6 separate regions of the Mus musculus genome follow, and all the other regions are linked to region 4. A link is a contact called in public Hi-C, HiChIP or PLAC-seq and promoter capture Hi-C data. All regions are on one chromosome and are shown on one strand. Each heading gives the region's core, a stretch centred on a gene start, on an enhancer-like site or on the middle of the called end of the contact. The rest is flanking DNA. Distances are from core to core; before and after follow the strand shown.

Evidence for each region. Promoter capture Hi-C pulls out the DNA fragments that hold promoters and counts their contacts. A called contact is a pair of places that touch in the nucleus more often than the background predicts. HiChIP or PLAC-seq counts read pairs in DNA pulled down with a chosen protein or histone mark.
Region 1: an H3K27ac HiChIP or PLAC-seq map of stem cell-derived epiblast-like cells shows a contact between it and region 4, with 24 times the contacts expected there. The contact joins the promoter of Thap2 here to the promoter of Nup107 in region 4. A contact is called at or near these places in 2 of 39 promoter capture datasets (hippocampal neurons and liver), 2 of 115 datasets of contacts at active chromatin or transcription factors (astrocytes and stem cell-derived epiblast-like cells) and 1 of 9 other capture datasets (adipose tissue).
Region 2: a promoter capture Hi-C map of neutrophils shows a contact between it and region 4, with 4 times the contacts expected there. The contact joins the promoter of Tmem19 here to the promoter of Nup107 in region 4. A contact is called at or near these places in 4 of 39 promoter capture datasets (hippocampal neurons, liver, neutrophils and 1 more) and 1 of 9 other capture datasets (adipose tissue).
Region 3: a contact with region 4 is called in a promoter capture Hi-C map of pre-B cells, with 4 times the contacts expected there. The contact joins the promoter of Tmbim4 here to the promoter of Nup107 in region 4. A contact is called at or near these places in 2 of 39 promoter capture datasets (embryonic stem cells and pre-B cells), 1 of 115 datasets of contacts at active chromatin or transcription factors (astrocytes) and 1 of 9 other capture datasets (liver).
Region 5: a promoter capture Hi-C map of pre-B cells shows a contact between it and region 4, with 4 times the contacts expected there. The contact joins the promoter of Helb here to the promoter of Nup107 in region 4. A contact is called at or near these places in 6 of 39 promoter capture datasets (embryonic stem cells, hippocampal neurons, liver and 2 more).
Region 6: a Hi-C map of muscle stem cells shows a contact between it and region 4, with 3 times the contacts expected there. The contact joins the promoter of Rab21 here to the promoter of Nup107 in region 4. A contact is called at or near these places in 1 of 39 promoter capture datasets (hippocampal neurons), 1 of 484 Hi-C or Micro-C datasets (muscle stem cells) and 1 of 115 datasets of contacts at active chromatin or transcription factors (astrocytes).

The regions. Positions count from the first base shown.
Region 1 is chr10:115,383,093-115,385,896 of GRCm38.p6, reverse strand. It overlaps Thap2 (THAP domain containing, apoptosis associated protein 2), which reads left to right and starts at 1,462. Exons shown (of 3, transcript NM_025780.4): 1 at 1,462-1,692. The coding sequence starts at 1,622. It overlaps Zfc3h1 (zinc finger, C3H1-type containing), which reads right to left and starts at 938. Exons shown (of 35, transcript NM_001033261.2): 1 at 90-938. The coding sequence starts at 699.
Region 2 is chr10:115,361,008-115,363,930 of GRCm38.p6, reverse strand. Tmem19 (transmembrane protein 19) reads left to right here and starts at 1,664. Exons shown (of 7, transcript NM_133683.4): 1 at 1,664-1,879; 2 at 1,972-2,122. The coding sequence starts at 1,993.
Region 3 is chr10:120,207,479-120,210,270 of GRCm38.p6, reverse strand. Tmbim4 (transmembrane BAX inhibitor motif containing 4) reads right to left here and starts at 1,445. Exons shown (of 7, transcript NM_026617.3): 1 at 1,329-1,445. The coding sequence starts at 1,425.
Region 4 is chr10:117,791,294-117,793,993 of GRCm38.p6, reverse strand. Nup107 (nucleoporin 107) reads left to right here and starts at 1,289. Exons shown (of 28, transcript NM_134010.2): 1 at 1,289-1,390. The coding sequence starts at 1,383.
Region 5 is chr10:120,111,396-120,114,353 of GRCm38.p6, reverse strand. Helb (helicase (DNA) B) reads left to right here and starts at 1,389. Exons shown (of 13, transcript NM_080446.2): 1 at 1,389-1,669. The coding sequence starts at 1,492.
Region 6 is chr10:115,314,016-115,316,930 of GRCm38.p6, reverse strand. It overlaps Rab21 (RAB21, member RAS oncogene family), which reads left to right and starts at 1,340. Exons shown (of 7, transcript NM_024454.1): 1 at 1,340-1,737. The coding sequence starts at 1,585.

The DNA.
Region 1 (2,804 bases), core at 213-2,712, 2.4 Mb after region 4:
CTGAAAAGTTAAAAAACTCCGGGACCTAGCCATGACGCCAAAGGGAGCTCCGGCGACACACCCAGGGCGGACCGCCACGTTAAGGATACAGCTCTTGCGGGGTGGAGAGGGTTCTCGCCAGCTCTGGCTGCTGCCGAATCCGGATCCCGCTCCTCCTGATCCTCCTCCTCCAGGAGGTCTGCACCCCGGCTTGCCTCCTCGCTCCCCCACTCCTCGCCCCCGACTCCAGCGACTCCCACCCCGGTAAGGCCTGCTGCCTCGAAAGCGGAAACGGTCCAGGGCGATGTGGCTCCGCTCCCAGAAGGACGGCCGGGGGCTGCTTTCCGACAGGGACCCCGACGGCATCCGCCCTGGGGGCGGGTGAGTCCGGAACGGTTCTTTGGGTCGGTAGCTGCTGGGTCCCCTGAGCTGGCCCCGCTCGGCCGGGTGCCGTGAGCGTGAGAAATTCCTCAGCTGCTGCTGGGAGGACGACGAGGAGGACGAGGAGCCGCCGCCGCCTCCCCCGGATCCACCGCCCCGGGCCGGGGGAGGAGGCCGCCGCCGCGGGTACGGTAACAGCCCGCCGCCGCTGCTGCTGCTGCTGCTGCTCCGGCTCCGGCTGTTGTCGTCGTCGCTGATCTCCCCGTCTTCGAGCTCCCCTTCTTCCTTCGGCGAGAGGCCGCTAGAGGCCGGGGTCGAAGGATCGGCGGCGGCCGCCATCCGGAGTGCAGCGCTGGCCACACGACCTGAAGCCCTCCGGCCGGGGACCGCCCGACCGCCGCCTGCCTTCCCCTTCCTCCTCCGCCCTCTGTCCTAACGGACCCGGCGGGCGCGGCCTTTCCCGTGCTCGGACGCCCGGCAGGTTCTGCTCCCCAACTTCCCCGCACCCCAGATCGCTCTCTCTCGCTCGTCGGACCGTCGCTCGCCAGTTCCCTCTCCTAGCGCCCCCTTGCTGCTCTTCCGCCTCGCGAGAAAGCCTCTGTAGAAGGAGGCCGGGTCCCGAGCGTCATTTCCTGCGGCACGCCGGAAGGCGACCCTCCGAGTCTTGCGAGACAGGAAGCGCCCACCCCCATGTCCGCCGCGGTGCTGGCTGGGATTTGTAGTCTCCTCTTGCTCCAGGCTTCGCCCTTGTGTCCCTGCAGTCTTAACTGTCCCCTAGCATCCCGTCCGAGGTGGCAGGCGGGGAAGGAAGGGGTTAGTGTCTGGGTTGCGGACATGCTCTTTCAGCCGCAGACCTGAGTTTCAGAGTCATTAGTCGGTGGGGAAGACATCTGCCATCTTCTCATTCATTGCTAGGGGGCCCCCGTCTGAGACGCTGGACCTAGTCTCTTTGGGACCCCGGGAGGTAGGGGAGGGCGGGGAGCGGGTGTGGCCGCCATGTTGGTGAAGGCGACTGTCTGCGCCCGGAGCTCCGGCACGTTGGCTCTGCAGGCCTAAGCCCGCCATATTAATAAAGAGACAGGAGAGTGGGCCCTCCCTCCCACCCCGGTACTGTGCACGCCCCTCTGCCCTCCCCGCGCTCTGCACCGAGCTGGCGGCGCGGGGTCGCCTGCCTCGTTTGTCTAGCGTTTGACAGAAGCTTGCTTAGCGGGCAGCGCCTCCGAAGTGGCGTAAGGTGGCGCCGAATGAGGGGCCCGGGGAAATGCCGACCAATTGCGCCGCGGCGGGCTGTGCTGCTACCTACAACAAGCACATTAACATCAGCTTCCACAGGTAAACCTGGGAGGGGAGCGGGGTGACGGAAACGGGAGCCTAGGCAGTCTTGAGTCTCGGTCGTGTCAGAAGAACAAGGTCCTCTGACTTTGGTCACTTGCCCAGCTGCGAAGAGCAAGGGGAGCCTCGCTCTTGTCCTTTGTGTGTGGGTCCGCACATCTGGAAACATTTGCTCCTTTTCCGAGGAAAGTTTACCAAATTTGAAAAAAAAAAAAGAAAGAAAGGAAGAAAAGAAAAAGAAACCCGAGTTACTATGCCTTGCATTAAAAAGTGATGAGTATACCTTTATTTTCTACTCTTTTATTTTTTATATCTTAGACCATGCCTTAAGAAGAATGACGCCATAAGGGTTCAAACCAACAAATCACTTTAGAAGCCTGCTGAGTTCGAGTTAAGATTAGGCAATTTTCACTACTGGAATTGACGTGGGAAACATTTCTAATAGTCACACATGGTAACTGAGTCAATCTAATTAAGCAATGTTTATCAAAGAGCAAATAGAAACTCTCTCTTGAACAGAATCACGCACTCACACACAGGTTGAACGTACAGTCATGTCTTTAATTCTGTTAAGTCAAACTCCAAAGCATGTGAACACCGACTTGAATATAATAGGCGGCACTCAGTAAATGGTCACCTTTCCTTCTAGAACTGCCAACTGCCTGAAGAAAAGAAATACTGAAAACTAAACTGAAAACAGTTCTGATTTTATATGCTGTACCATTATACCTTGTGATCTTAGAAATATCTTTGCTCTTTTTCCTACCTCACTGTTACTACGTGCATCCCCTAACTAAAAGCTGCCACTTTCAAAATCCCTCTGATGTTTGTTTTTAAAGTATTTCATGCAAATGTAGTGCTTTATTCGTTCTTACAGCTAATGTACACTGGGTCCCTAATTGCCGGACATTATGCTAATGATGTAGATAGTTCTTACCCTCGGGGACTTTAGAATTGAATAGAGGAGTGCGGCATAATTTCTGTTGAGTGCCACAGAAAAGACTTTCAGAGAGACCTAATTTAGCCTCAGAAAGTCAAAGGACACTTCACAAAAGAGGTGACATGTCAGATGACACCAAAGGATGACAGAGATTTGGTCTTCTATATTAAAG
Region 2 (2,923 bases), core at 415-2,914, 2.4 Mb after region 4:
CATGCGCCACCACATCTAGTGAGATCTTTGTTTTGATACTGGGGCTGGGAAGATGGCACTGTGGATAAAGTGCTTTCTGTAGAAGCCTGAGAACAGGATTTGAATCCCCAGAACCACATGGGACTGGCACAATAGTACCCATGTATAAAAGGTGAAATCAGTCCCAAGACTCGGATTATCTGAGAATAGGATGGTCTGCTGTATAAATGAATGGACAGGATACACACCCTTGAAATTGTAGAGGAATTTTAATCCAGCAAGATGGCTCCTCTAGCAAGGGATTACATCCAAAGACCTAGATCTTTATGATCTGGCTAGATCGCAGACAGGCCACATCCCTTTAACCCCTCTGCCTGGAACACGGATACAACCTGAGTACAGTCCTTTAAGGTCAAATTCGTTTTTAGAAGGAAGGAGCCAGGTGTGAAAGTGATGTCTAATTGAGGGCCAGACAAAGTAACAAAGATCGAAAGATTTGACAGAATGAGTCAGAGACAGAATGCATCTTACAAGGACAGCACAGGAAAGAGAAGCTATTTTAAGAGCCCCAGTGCAGGGAGAGACAGCTAGTCAGAGGTGGGAGGCAGTGCCAGGAGTGCGGTGCAGTTGCAGTTGAGTTCGGGTTGTGGTTTTTGTTTGTTTCAAGTCTATGAAGTTCATTGCAGGTGAGCAGAGTCAACTAAAGCCAGAGAACAAGAAGGAGCCAGGTGATTAGAACAAAATGCCAGAGTTGTTTGAGGCTAGGCAGAACAATTCAATGGGAACTTGAGAGAAGCCAGATTGAATCAGGCAGCTTGGTGAGGAGTTTGAGCCAGAACAGCTAGGTTGAACCAGACAGCCAGAGTTCTAGAAAGAACTATAAAGGGTGAGCTTATTCAACAGTGAGCCCTACAAGAGGACAATACATCAGACGAATAAGTTACTTTTACAGATAGAGTGGATGGGGACAGACACTTCCACAATGTGTGTTAGAACAGTAATTATACAAAAGCTCAACCGTGGGAACTATATTTATGTTTACATACCGCAGTACCAGTTGAGTCTGGCCCAGGTTAAGAGCCAAGCCATTGTTTTAAGCTACTTTCTAAGTAATTTCGCTTCTAACGATAAACTCCTACGTCGTCCACACCCTATCGCCTGGTATGAATGCTTCATAAGTTACAACCCATTACTGGCTCTAAATTCACTCGCAGTTCATTATTCCATCAATGGCAGGTTTTAGTGACCCACACCACCCTTACTGGTGACATTTTTTTTTTCAAGTCTAGGCTGTCCACAAATCCCAAGACCTAATTTGTCCTAACGTCTATTTTGGAGGTGCTTTAGAAACAGCACTCCGACCCGCAAAGAGACACTAAGCAAACTCAAGCCGGGTTTCCGCCTCGACGAGTCACGTGAGCGGAGCAGGGCTGCTGCGCATGCGTACACGGAGGGAGTCGCGGAGAGACCAGAGCGACTCCCGGGGCAGCGGGGTGGGGACGTAAAGGCGCTCGCCCGCGCTGTTCCCAGCCTTGGTTCGCTTGCCCGGGCAGCGTACGGCAGAGGTGGAGCTGGGGCAGACTTGGAGCAGGGGCCCAGGGGGCGGAGCGCGCCGTGCGGGGGCGGAGCTCGGGGGGGGGGTCCGAGGGCGGGGAGGGGCGGGGCTCCGCGGTGCTGGCCGCTCATTGGCCACCGGTCGTTTGTGCTCCTTCCGGGTCCCTCTAGGTGGGAGCTGCCGGCCTCCCTGCTGGCCTGGCGGGTCCTCTGTGCATCCTCCCTGCACCTTCTTTTTCCAAGGGCGGCGTTAACCTCCCCGGGTCGAGCCGGAGCGCTGCGCCTGCAGCAGTGACTAGACGTTTTGGATTTACGATTCTATTTTGTCGTTCGGTTGGTGGAAGATGTTGGTATTTCTCTATGCCTCTAAAGGAGTATTGTTGCAAGAAACTTGAATGACTTGGTTCATCTGAAATGCTATCTATTCCCCCCCCTCAGGTGCTCGTAGCTCTATTTTCCATGACAGATAGTGACGACACTACGTGCAAAAGGTATATAAAGATGATTACCAATATAGTAATACTGAGCCTGATCATTTGCATTTCCCTAGCGTTCTGGATTATGTCAATGACTGCTAGCACCTATTATGGTAAGTAAAAGTGTTTTAAGTTTTGCTAGAAGTTAATGGGTGGAATTTTAAACTACGACTTCAAAATCCAAAAAATATGTAAATGGTTAAGAACAGTTATGTTCACTGCCGAAACCTGAATCTGGTTTGCTACGGTGATAAGATAAACAATGTCTAGAGAACTTTACAGCCTTCCATGATGTTTCTTGTGCTGATATTTAATGATACCTATCACAAAACGCATGTCTCAAATAATTACTTCTGTTTACCTTAGTTGGGGGGGGGGGAGACATAAAAGGTAGTTTTGTGAAACAATTTGGGGGATGCTTATCTTTTTAAGATTTGCCATGGTGTAGCGGTTTCATAATCCCGTGAGAATAACAAAGGAGGTACAGTCTTTTCATTTGCAAGTTGAAGAATTTGTCACTTCACACAAATAGATAGGTCTCGTGCAGACACTGTCCTCTTGCTCGTCCGGTTTGATCATCACCGTACCCTGCAGCCACTTGGTCTTTCCATTGGCTTCTTGGTACATCTTTGCTCTCATGAAGCCAAATCTTGCTGTCTTAGCTCCTACTACTGCTCCTGCTACTGAATTCTTCCTGATCCCTGTCTCAGCCTCCAGAGTATTGGGATTACAACCTCCAACCATCGTATATGACTTTACAGGACACTTCAACATAAGACAAGACTTTACGGACTTTTCTCCCTTAGTATATATTAATTGTACAAGCTGATGGATTTCATTTTGGCATTAATATATTCGGATTATATACCTTGGTCCTGTGATGGTTCTAAAGGATTATTTTGGATTTGGCTCTT
Region 3 (2,792 bases), core at 196-2,695, 2.4 Mb before region 4:
TATGTACACACAAATACACACACACACACACACACAAAACCCAGGGGAGTTTGCAAAACAGTTTTATCCATAACTGCCCAAATGCTTGAGCATTCAAGAGAACGACCTTGAGTTGAAGAAAGAAAAGTACTCAGGCACAAAGAGAAAGCAGAGGACGCTTCTATAGCAAGGGCTAGTCAGCAATCCGGCCACGGAGGATAGGGGTGGGGAATCGTAAGTACACACGGCAGTACCAAGTGAATAATGTAGATCTGAAGAGGAAAAAAATAAATAAAACACCCAACACACATGATCTTAACTACGTGGCATTCTGGACTAGGCCTGAGAGAAAGGAAGAATGACAGTCGGACACACATACACTATGACATGGGTGAGCTTTGAAGACATTAATAGAAACATGCCAGTCACAACGGCTAACATGTATGATTTCTTTTTTACTGAGGCAGTTCTAACCGTTTCATAAAGACTGAAGAAATGGGAGTTGCCCAGGGCAGAGGAGGCTGGCAATGGCGAGTTACTTATGGATACAATTTCACTTTTGCTTTGAAAGATGACTAAGTTCTGGCTGGATAGGAAATACCACAGGGCGACAAAACATTACTGCTTGGTACCTCAAAGGTGTCTAGGGTAGCAATTTTTTGGCTACCAGTACTTTTTCATAATGAATATATTTTAAAAGCTGAGCTCACTTGTCAAAATAATTTCAAAATTCATTACAGGAATATCGGGCTAGGTAAGTACCAAGATTCTAGATGCGTCAGAACCACCTTCATTTTTTTTTTTTTTTTTTAAATCCAGAACCGGTTTGAGCTGCCCAGGCAGGTCCATTTCTGTAAAGTGACCTTTGGTGGACAGTGAATTCCGCTTCGTTACGCGTCAACGAACAGCCTAAACTCAAAGTAATAACTTTGAGTCGCCGTGACTTTATGCGTCGGTCTGGGAAACTTCTCAGTCATCACACACACGTATGCCGAGTTCTGTACCCCACGGGGAGACAGTAATGACTAGGATGGTAAGGTCTCAGCACGGGGAACAAATAAATGAGGGCATCAGCCCGTGATTTCCAATGCTTGATATGGATCCTCCTGGTGTGCTGACCCCAAACATGCAATTATATCTGTCCCTACTCCAGAACTGTAATTTTGCTACTGTCACGAATCGTAATGTAAATATCTGATGTGCAGATGGCCTTAGGCGACCCCCTGTGAAAGGGTCCCGCTTGCGACCCTCAGGTTGAGGACCGCTGACCTAGGCGACCCGGCCCACACCTCTAGAAGACAACTATGTCTCCCTCTGGTCACTTGGTCCCCCTGACCCCCGCCACATACCCATGCGGATGTGCACGCTGGCCGACGCCACGCAGCTGCCGTAGTTGAAGTCATCCTCGATGGACGAGCGGGGATAGCCCGGGTCCGTGTCGGCCATGTCGCCAGCAGTGCCCGCCCGCACCTGCCCCGGCCGAAGTGGGAGCCTACACTGACCACAACCGCCTTCACCCACTTCCGGGATGGCCGCCAGACAGAACTAGCCGAACTGCCTCTCTGCAGCGAGCGCCGAACCAGTCGATCGCTCCCATGGAAAAGTCTCCACTAGGAGAGGAGGTTGCTTTCTAGTAGGAGACAGATTGCTCTCTCCCACGTCATCGCAAGGGAGTTTTTTCTAGGATTTTCTTTAAAAGTTCCTCTAGGCCTCTAGAGAATCTCTTCCAGAAAGAGTGCTAAACAAGATAGAAAGATTACGGTATCAATCAACAACCTCTCATTAATTCACTTCAATACTTGGTCCAGGAATGCACTTTTAAGTAAAATTATTTTAAAGCAACATTTAGGCCTTCATTTATTGACCATTTCTTTTAAAACAGACCCCCCCCCCTGCTTTTAAAGTTAAATAATCCTTCATCTTGAAAGACAAGTAGGAATCCACCCCCACCCCCATCCCACCCCCACCCCATGGGCGTAATTCAGGTTTTCACGGATTCGATGTTTGTGAATTGAGAGGGCAAAGTCATCGTGGTGGTGTACAGGACAAGTGCCAAAGAATGAGGCTGGACAGATGAACAAAGGCAAGACCACTGAATGCCAAATATAGAATTCGTGACCGAAACCAAAACCAAAGGAAGAAGGACAGAGAAAGTGGCGATAACAAAATGCATCTGTCATGACACTATTGCAAGCATGAGGTGTAGACTCGCCAAAGAAATATTCCAGGACACCACTAACTTTATTTATCTTTATTGTTTTAAGGGTCTCAATATGCATCTAGCTGCCGTGAGACTCATTATGTAGACCAGACTGGTCTTGAACTCAGAGATCCACCTGCCTCTGTCTCATGAGTGCTGGGATTAAAGGCGTACCAACCGGCCCACTTGTAATTATTTCTATGAGTTTACTTTGACTCATCCCAAAGACAGCAAGTGGGATTCAAAATATTGAAGAACTGTCTATTCTAAAACTAAAAATGTAATATTTTCAGGAAACTTTTTTCAGATATGTTCCACAATAACAAGAATGAAACATGCTTAGCTTTTTATTATTTTTTAAACATGTTGTTACTCACTTCAATAAAGGTAAGAATAGTATTTATTATAGAAGGCAAACTGGAGAAGAATTGGCAACCATCTTTTTATTATCTAAAGACAACACCAATATCTCATTCAGAAAAAAATAATTCTAGCTAGATTGTGCCCCCTATGTGAAAGACAAAATATTAGAACTTAAAGTTATATAAAATAATCTCTTTATAATTTGAAGAAAGCAAAGATTATTTAATCTACAAAGATTGACACACTATAT
Region 4 (2,700 bases), core at 40-2,539:
CTGGACATGGCCAGGGCCGGGGAAGCTAGAGAATGGGAGAGAATAGTTACATCAGCAAGAGATGGGAGTCAGGACAGAACACACCCAGACACCAAATGCTCAGCACAAAGGAAATGTATTACCCAAGACGGACAAGCAGAAGGTGTTGCCTCCGTCTGGATCGGCCAAAGAAGGCAGCAGGTGTCTCTGCAGGAGAAAGGGGGAAGGCTGTGCTAGGATGAGTTGGTAAGTCCTAAGTGGACATGTTAGCCAGCTAGTGAATTTTGATAGTTGGACCTCGGAGTTTTAGTCAGGCATAAGGATGTGGCCAAATAAGGGAAGAGACCTTGGTGGCTAGGTTTAGGAATGTAATCTAACGGTTTAGCAAGGGAGAGGGGAAGGGAGAGGGCCACACCTGCTGGTGATGTGTCTGCAATGTCTGCGCCTGTTGGAGCTCTTCAAGATAGTTTTGTGTGCAAGATGAGAGAGCAGAGACTAGAAATTAGTGCAGAGTCGGGATTGTGGGGACAAGTAGCTAAGAAGACCGAAGGAAAACGCATTACAGGAGTTCCTGAGGAATGCTGGCGTTTATCTAACCGCCAGAAATCAGAAATGGTTCAGCCAGAGCTCATTTCTAGATATTTGGAGGGCCTGAGACCTAACATTTTTGAGGTACTGGAACAGGTAAGTATTCCCACGCCCAAAACTTTTAAAATTTATGATAATAACAGCAACAATAATAATTGCTATTATTACTATCGTCAGGCTTTCTTAGTGCAGGCTTGCTTCAAAATCGTGGTTCTTCCTCCTGCCTCAGCCTCCCATGTGGCTTTCTTATGCTTTGCTTTTTTTATTGGATTTCTTAAAAAACGGCTGATTCCGTAAAAGAGAAATAAATAACGAGAGAAAACAACCTCAAAACCCGTCCAGTGAGGTTACACCACAGTTCAAAGAGGTGAGCGCCCCGAGACAGGCCAGATCCCGTAAAGTGGCGCTGAACCGCAAACAAGAACGCTGAATGCAGACTCTTCAACAGATTCCTAAAGTCCAGGTTATAGACTTCCGGCTTCCCAGAACAACGCCCCACCCAGACCACGCCCACAAGCCAGGCTCAGGCGACATACCCAAGCTCCGCCCCTTTCCCCGCCCCCTTCCTGCCTGGCCGGCACCACCCAGCCACGCAGTCACTCCCTGGCACACTTCCGCGCCTGCGCCCACTGAGCCTGCGGCTGGAGACGAAAGTCGCGCATGCGCCGAGCGGGAACATTGTTTCTCTGGGACTGGCTTAGCCAGGCCGCGCTTCCGGGTCGAAGGGTGTGCTTCCGGAGAGCGGGAAGGCTGAAACGCGGCGGCCAGGCTGCAGTCAAAGAGTTGCAAGGTTCTAGGCGGAGACCGCTGAAGCCATGGACAGGTCAGTCCTGGTAGGGACGCCTCGGCCGAGACTGGGGCTCTCGCCTGTTAGCGACGTAACCGCCTCCGCGGCCAGGGATTTGGCCCTCGGTGGAGGAATGGACGCTTGGCGCGATTGGAGCGGGGATGTGAGAATGCGGATCCCCGGGGTTCCACGCCGCGCCTCCCGGGTCTTCTCGGCGCTCGCTCCGAAGTGTGCGGGGGTCTGTGATGGTCCCGCATTCGAAATGCGAAATGAAGCAGTTCGAGCTCAGGGCCATCAGCCGCACTGACAGTTCAGCCCAGACGTCCTCAGCGTGGTTTTATTGCGGTTATTAAGTCATGTCAGCTGTACGTTATTGGGTAACGGTGGTCAGCTTAGACTTTAAAGTGCCGGCCCTAGGGAGTTGAATTTCTCCCTCCCTCTCAAATGATTTATGCTCGCCTGACACGAAGATGGGTTGTTTAAGGCCCTTGGCATCGGGGAGTAGATTGTGTAGTGAAGACAGTCGAGCAGTGTAATACGATGTATTTATACTGTACTGCGGGGAAAATAAATGAAGGAGATGTTTTATCTCCCTGTCACAGGAGTTTCAGGCAAACCTATAAAAGTAACTTGCTAGCTGGTCTTTTGAGTAATAATAGCACATTATTGATACTGAAAACATTGTGCTAGGGGTTATCTTATGTGTGTTCCTTAAGCTTTAAGTGGCACATTTAGTTTTAGAGCAATCCCGTGAGGATCTTATCTATATAGAACAGTGAGCCTGTAAGAGATTTAAGGAATGGCATAGTTAAATAGAACCCTGTTATGGGGCTGGGGATATAGCTCAGTGGTAGAGTGCTTGCGTAGTAACCCTTAGGTTCTGGGGGGGGAAAGAGAAACATTACCAGCAGGGACCTTTGAATCTCCATAAAGCTGTTTGATGAATAACTTAAGTAGATAGATGAACATCCAGTGACAGGGGAACACATATAGACCTCTGTAAAAGAAACATACTCAGATATAAAGTCATGAAAAATGTTCACGCTTGTGTGGCTGAATGCTCCCAGCAATGCGGATGGACTTGATGGGCAGAACTAAATTAGGATGGTGGTGTAAATACTGTGCTGGTGAGTGTTAGCTTGAGTCTGCAGAGAAGAGGAAGCTGGCTGGAGATTTTAAGTGGAAGAAAGGTGTACTAGAAGGATAATTAAAATCAACCCCCATGGTTTAGTTTATAAGCTGTCAGATGACAGTGCTGGAGGCCCATAGCACTGTGCTAAGACAGGAGACATCCTTAGTCTACATGGAGGGAAATCACTTGAAGGGCCATTTCTCCTCTTCACTAG
Region 5 (2,958 bases), core at 140-2,639, 2.3 Mb before region 4:
TGCTATAGAGAGGGATAGAGAGATGGCTCTAACTGCTCTTCCAGAGATAGGTCCATTCCCAGCACCCACGTGACAACTAAGTATACAGCCTGGAAGTTTTGCTTTGGGTATGCAGAGTGCACAGACACATATGCTAGCAAAAAAAAAAAAAAAAAAAAAAAACCTCACGCACATGAAAAAAAAAGGAATCTAAAAGAAAGATGCCTGTGCGTATTCGTTATGGTTGATCCTATGCACGTGACATTTGGGTATGACAAATGCCTTTATTAGAAACCAGCAACACAGCTTTGGGGTTTAATAAAAACATAGTTTTTAGGATTAACGTTAGGATAATTACATAATAAACAATAACCTTAAAGTAAAATAGTATTTTATAGCGCCCCTTAAAGGGCACCGCGACTTTTAAACACTATCCATCTAGAGAACCGCGGCCGCAGTATTCAGCTTTTGTTCTTTTTTTTTTCTTTTCTTCTTTTTTTCTTTCGAGACAGGGTTTCTCTGTATAGCCCTGGCTGTCCTGGAACTCACTTTGTAGACCAGGCTGGCCTCGAACTCAGAAATCTGCCTGCCTCTGCCTCCCTAGTGCTGGGATTAAAGGCATGCGCCACCAAGCCCGGCTGTTCTTTTTTTTTCTATCTCAAGTCTGCATATTCTCTGGGCTACAAGTCCCCACCTTTTGCTTTACTGAAAACAGGAACTAGGGCGGTGGACCTAGAGTGTGTTCCAGGTCAGCCAGGGCTACACAGAGAAACCCTATCTCGAAAAAACAACAAAACAAAACAAAACAAAACAAAACAAAACAAAACAAAACAAAAAGAAGTCGAGGAGAGTAGTATATAAACGGGAAAGAAAGCCAGTGGTTTCCAAAGCGGGAAAAGCATAAAAATGGACAACCCAGGTCATGCATTAAAAATGAGAAAGTACATCACAACTTTAACTCCCAATGCAGAGGATATATACAAAGGGACCTAGTTATCTACTTGGATAAATGCCCTCCCTACATGATGTAAATTCAACTTCTCCGCGGCGCTTTTACGTGTAAGGAGGCACCTAGCCGTCGCCACCACGCTCTCCGGATTGGAGATTCACTCTTTTGGGTAGTGCCCCAAGGTCTTTAGAGGCCTCTGCTGTGTTCTTTTTAAGAGAGCGGGCAGAGGATGCCCTGCTTTCCCGGGGTTCTCTGCGCCCAAGAGTCGTGACCTTTCACCACGTCTCCTTCTCCGCAGGAAACGCCCAGCACCTCTAAAAAGAGCAGTTCTGAAACTGTCAGCAGCCAGCCCGCCGTGGTACCTCCCAGCCTGCTGGTCCCGCCTGTCACCAGTCTCCTCCTTTGGGGCGGAGCATCGCTCAGACCACGCCCCCATACCGCCCGCCTCCTGGATGTTCCCGGAAGCTGACCGGCTTACCCGGGTCGAGTTGATTGGTTGCAGTTTTGGACACCGCGCGCCAGGTTTTGTAGAGTTGTTTTGAGCCAAGTTCGCCGAAGAGATAATGGCTAGGCAGGATCGTCTGCGCGAGCTCCTGGGCCCTCTGCACCCGTACAAGAGCGACGACGAGGAGGAGGATTGTGCGCAGGAGGAGGAGGGGGAGCAGGAGGAGGAGTTTGTGGATGCCGAGGAACTCTGCAGCGGGGGCATCAAGGCGGGCAGCCTCCCTGGGCGCGCGCGAGGTGAGCCAGCGCCAGCCGGGCCGGGTTGGCAGGGGTCAAAGAAGTATTTTCGATTCTCACTGCCCGGCACCCAGCGTCCTTGACTGTTGACAGACAGACCTGTGGTGTGACTGGCTGCTTCACCGTACTTAGATGTGGTAGTAATAGTCGTAATGACTCAGAGCACATACTGTGTTAAGCTTGGTTTTTTCATATATCGTCTCGCTTAAAGTTAACAGTTGGGGGTAGTTTTACAGTCGAGGAAATAGATGCACCCTCATTCCCACCCAGAAACAGAATCCTTTAATTATTGTACCACGCTGGCTGAATAAGAGACGGAGTTGCTGTTAAGCAACTTTGAGAAAAAGAGCAAGCGCGCGGAAACACACGGCCACACACACACACACACACACACTCACATACACACAGATTTACACATATACATACACACATACATAAACACACTCATACACATTTACACACATACACTTACACATACATATACATGCCCACACATTCACACATACATGTTCATACACACACACACACACACACACATTGTATTTTCATGGTCTAGTACAGTAATAGCTGCTGACCAGGACCATGTGTGGCAACTGACCATTGGCAATTTAAACACAACTTTGGCTGTGTTTGAAATTAAATAGAAAGGATTACATGTTGATGGAAGTGTAACTGGCTATCCTGGCCAAGCATTTGCTACTGGGACAGGCCAGGGAGAGAAAATGGCGAAGTTGCTGTCTCAGTGGAAATACTACTTGTGAATTAAGCAGCCATTTTGGTTTTTTTTTTTTTTTGAGATTTATTTATTTTGTGTACATGAGTGCTCTATCTGCATCTATACCTGCATACCAGAAGAGGGCATCAGATCCCATTATAGATGATTGCGAACCACCATGTGGTTGCTGGGAATTGAATTCAGGACCTCTGGCAGAGCAGCCAGTGCTCTTGGCTGAGCCATCATGTCTATAGCACCTAGGCAGACATTCTTTAATCAGAGAAGTAACCCCAACTTAGTACTTAGTACCAGACAGCACTTGGAGAAGTGACATTCATGAGATGCAGACACGGCTTTGCTAAAGAAGTCCGCTGAGCTGAGCTCTGTGGTAACTGTAGGAACTGGCCAGGAGCAGCATGTACCTCTGAGTAACTTCATGCAGAGGGAGGCACCATGGAAAATTCTTTAAGACCTACATAAAGGCTGATACTGGCTAAGGCGGCGGTAATAGGGAGACTGGATTTAGAAGAATCAGATTCATGGCTTGAATTGTGCCTACTTCAGCAACACCCAG
Region 6 (2,915 bases), core at 91-2,590, 2.5 Mb after region 4:
ACATTCTGTACCAGGTTAAAGACTGTTTTTGAATTGATACCTTGCAAGTTACATCACAAATTCTTTTCCTATTTGCATTATTATTGTAAATATTATCATTATTATTATTACTGAAATGGTGTCTTGCTATGTAGCTCCAATTAGCTTAGAGCTCACAATTCAAAAGAGGCTGGCCTTGAACTTAAAGGTAATGTCTCTGATTTCTTGTCTGACTTCTTGTCACACGTCAATGTCGGATGCTCCTTTCTACTTCACGGCTCTCCTTTTTGCCGAAGATACTCCTAACAAAAGGCAGCTTTCTCCAGGAAGCTCTTCTAGGACGCTAACTCAGCTAGCTTCCCATGTATCTTTGTAAAACATTCTGAATTGCTTCTCCTTAAAAAGCATGCAGTGTGTAAATTGCGCATGCGTTGTTTCCTTGGTTAAAAATGTAAGCTCTCTGAGGACAGAGACATTGTATCTAATGCGACACAGAGAATGGCAAGCATTGGCTACATTCACGCCCTCGTTGAATGAACGAATGAGCTGCCTTTAAGTTGAAGTGTAAAATTAGTCTGATGAGATGAAAGTTTATTTTAAGTGACACCAAACTACAAAATTTCAGAAATACCAGGTTGCTTTCTTGGAAAGTGTATTTCATGAAATAAAATGGAAACACAGGAAGAAAAAATAAGCAATCGTCCAATAAACCAGACCCATCAAAGTGGACTCAGCATAGACAGAAATCCTGGGGAACCAGGAGTGATGACTGATGATGGGACCGCATTTATTCTTAGCCTGGGCTTTTAGGGCTGGAAACGGAGAGAAGTTAAGTCTTCTGCAATCCTTGCTCTTAAACCTACAACCGAATCGGAATTCCACCGAGTGTGGCAAGCAGCGATAAAGAAGGCGCACCATTGTTAGGAAATATCTCGGTGAGGAAGTGAGTAAGAGGGATGGAAGGATGTGGGAAGGTCTGGGTGGTCAGGGAAGCCTTTCCGGTTTAAGCTGAGACCTGGACGATGACTCGAGGACCTGGCCGTGTGGACGAACTGTAAAGTTCATGAGCCCGGATTTGTGCGCCCAGAGAAAGAGACTCAAGGGCACCTTGGCCGGACTTTGCGTGTGATGACCCCTGGTGTGATGGCTATCCGCTTTGGGACCATTCCTCGGGCCGGGCGATCATGTCCTGTATTCTATTCCATCAGAGTGGGGTCAGATCGCAAAGATCAGCTCCTTCCCACCGCAGGATTCCCGGGATGCTGAGCCGGTTCGTGCGGACGCGGAAACAGGCCCAGGCTCGCCCGCCGCCGACTCCGCCCACCGCGGTCACGTGACGAGGGGTGTGACGTAGGAGGAAGGAGACGCCATTAGAGGGAGGAGAGGCAGCTCTCCCCTAGCCTCGGGTCCCTGACGTGGTGGCCGGGGCCCTTCATTCTGGGACTTTCTCTCGGCCCTCGCAGGCCTCGCCCGCGGAAGGACGCGGCGAGCACCGGGCTCGGCGGGGCGTGAAAGAGCCGGGCCCGGGAGGAGCGGGCGCCCCGGCGGCGGCGGTGCGGGGTTCGGCGCGGCGCTGGGCTCGGGCGGCGGGGTAGCGGCGGCGGGATGGCTGCGGCCGGCGGCGGGGCGGCGGCGGCGGCGGGCCGAGCCTACTCCTTCAAGGTGGTGCTGCTCGGGGAAGGCTGCGTGGGGAAGACGTCGCTGGTGCTGCGCTACTGCGAGAACAAGTTCAACGACAAGCACATCACCACCCTGCAGGTGCAGACCCCGGGGAGCCGGGCTGGGGACCCGCGCCCGCTCCTCTGCCTCTGGCCTGTCAAACCCCCTTCCCTGCCTTCCCATTGCCTTTTGCAATCGCTTTGGGGACCCGCGGGCCTCAGCACACGGTAGATGTCAAGACCCACAGTGGGGAGGGAGAGGACCCGGAAAAGTCCCCAGTTGCCGGTGGAGGCTGCGCAGGTCGGGGAGTCCCCCGGTCTGCGTGCTGGTTTTCCCCTCTGATGGGCTTCGGCTGGGGACACCAGGTGTTTTCACTCTGTGGTCTCCGAGACCATCAGCCCTTCTTCTTTCTTCGCCAAGTAGGAACTCGGATACGGATTAGAATTTGCGAACGAGGTGGTTTGTAACTTCCAGAGCGTACTGATGACTAAGTGTTTATGCAAGTTCCATTTTGTCCTGCTTTCAAAGTAAATGGAGTGGTAAAACACCCGTCGTTGGAGGGTTTTTTTGTTTTTGTTTTAAACGACTGTTTGCTGCTTGTCGGTTACCCCGTTTCTTTGCAGCCTTCTTGTGTCCGGACGTGTGGCTTCCTTATTCTTTGGGGTTTGATCTTATCCGCGTTGAAACATCGTGTTGCGTAGTGGCCAGCAATCGGTCTTCAAACTAAAAAAAAAAAATCTAGGCACTGCTGCTACACGTTTTCTTTACTGTCAGGCCATAAAACGCTGGCTTTCTTCTACAGTTCCATTGGAAGTGTGGAAGTGTTACAATGTAATTGAAAGTGAAACCAGGCCATTGAAGGATCTGCGATCTCCCTGGTCTCCTTAAAAAAAAAAATCAGTTTGCATGTGTTCGAAGGAATTTATCTATTAACATGTCTTGATCAGACTGTCCAGAGGCTAAAAAAGCTAGTGATCTTGAGTTTGGGCGTCTGGATCCATATCCTACCCCCATTTATTTCCATAGCCCCGTGATCTTAGGTAAATTGCTTAACCGTGCATCCCTGGGTTTCTACTGCTACTGTACTCATAATGATTATATCTAGTGCACAGAGTTGTCAAGGTAAATAAGGAAACGCACTTAGCACCTGAAGTGGGGGATAAACACTTATTACCCCTCAGACTTGACAATAGATCTTAATTAACACAGATGCTACTGGAATGCATAAGCTAATGAGTGTGACATTTGATGTCGGGTGCAATTATTTAACAACTGAG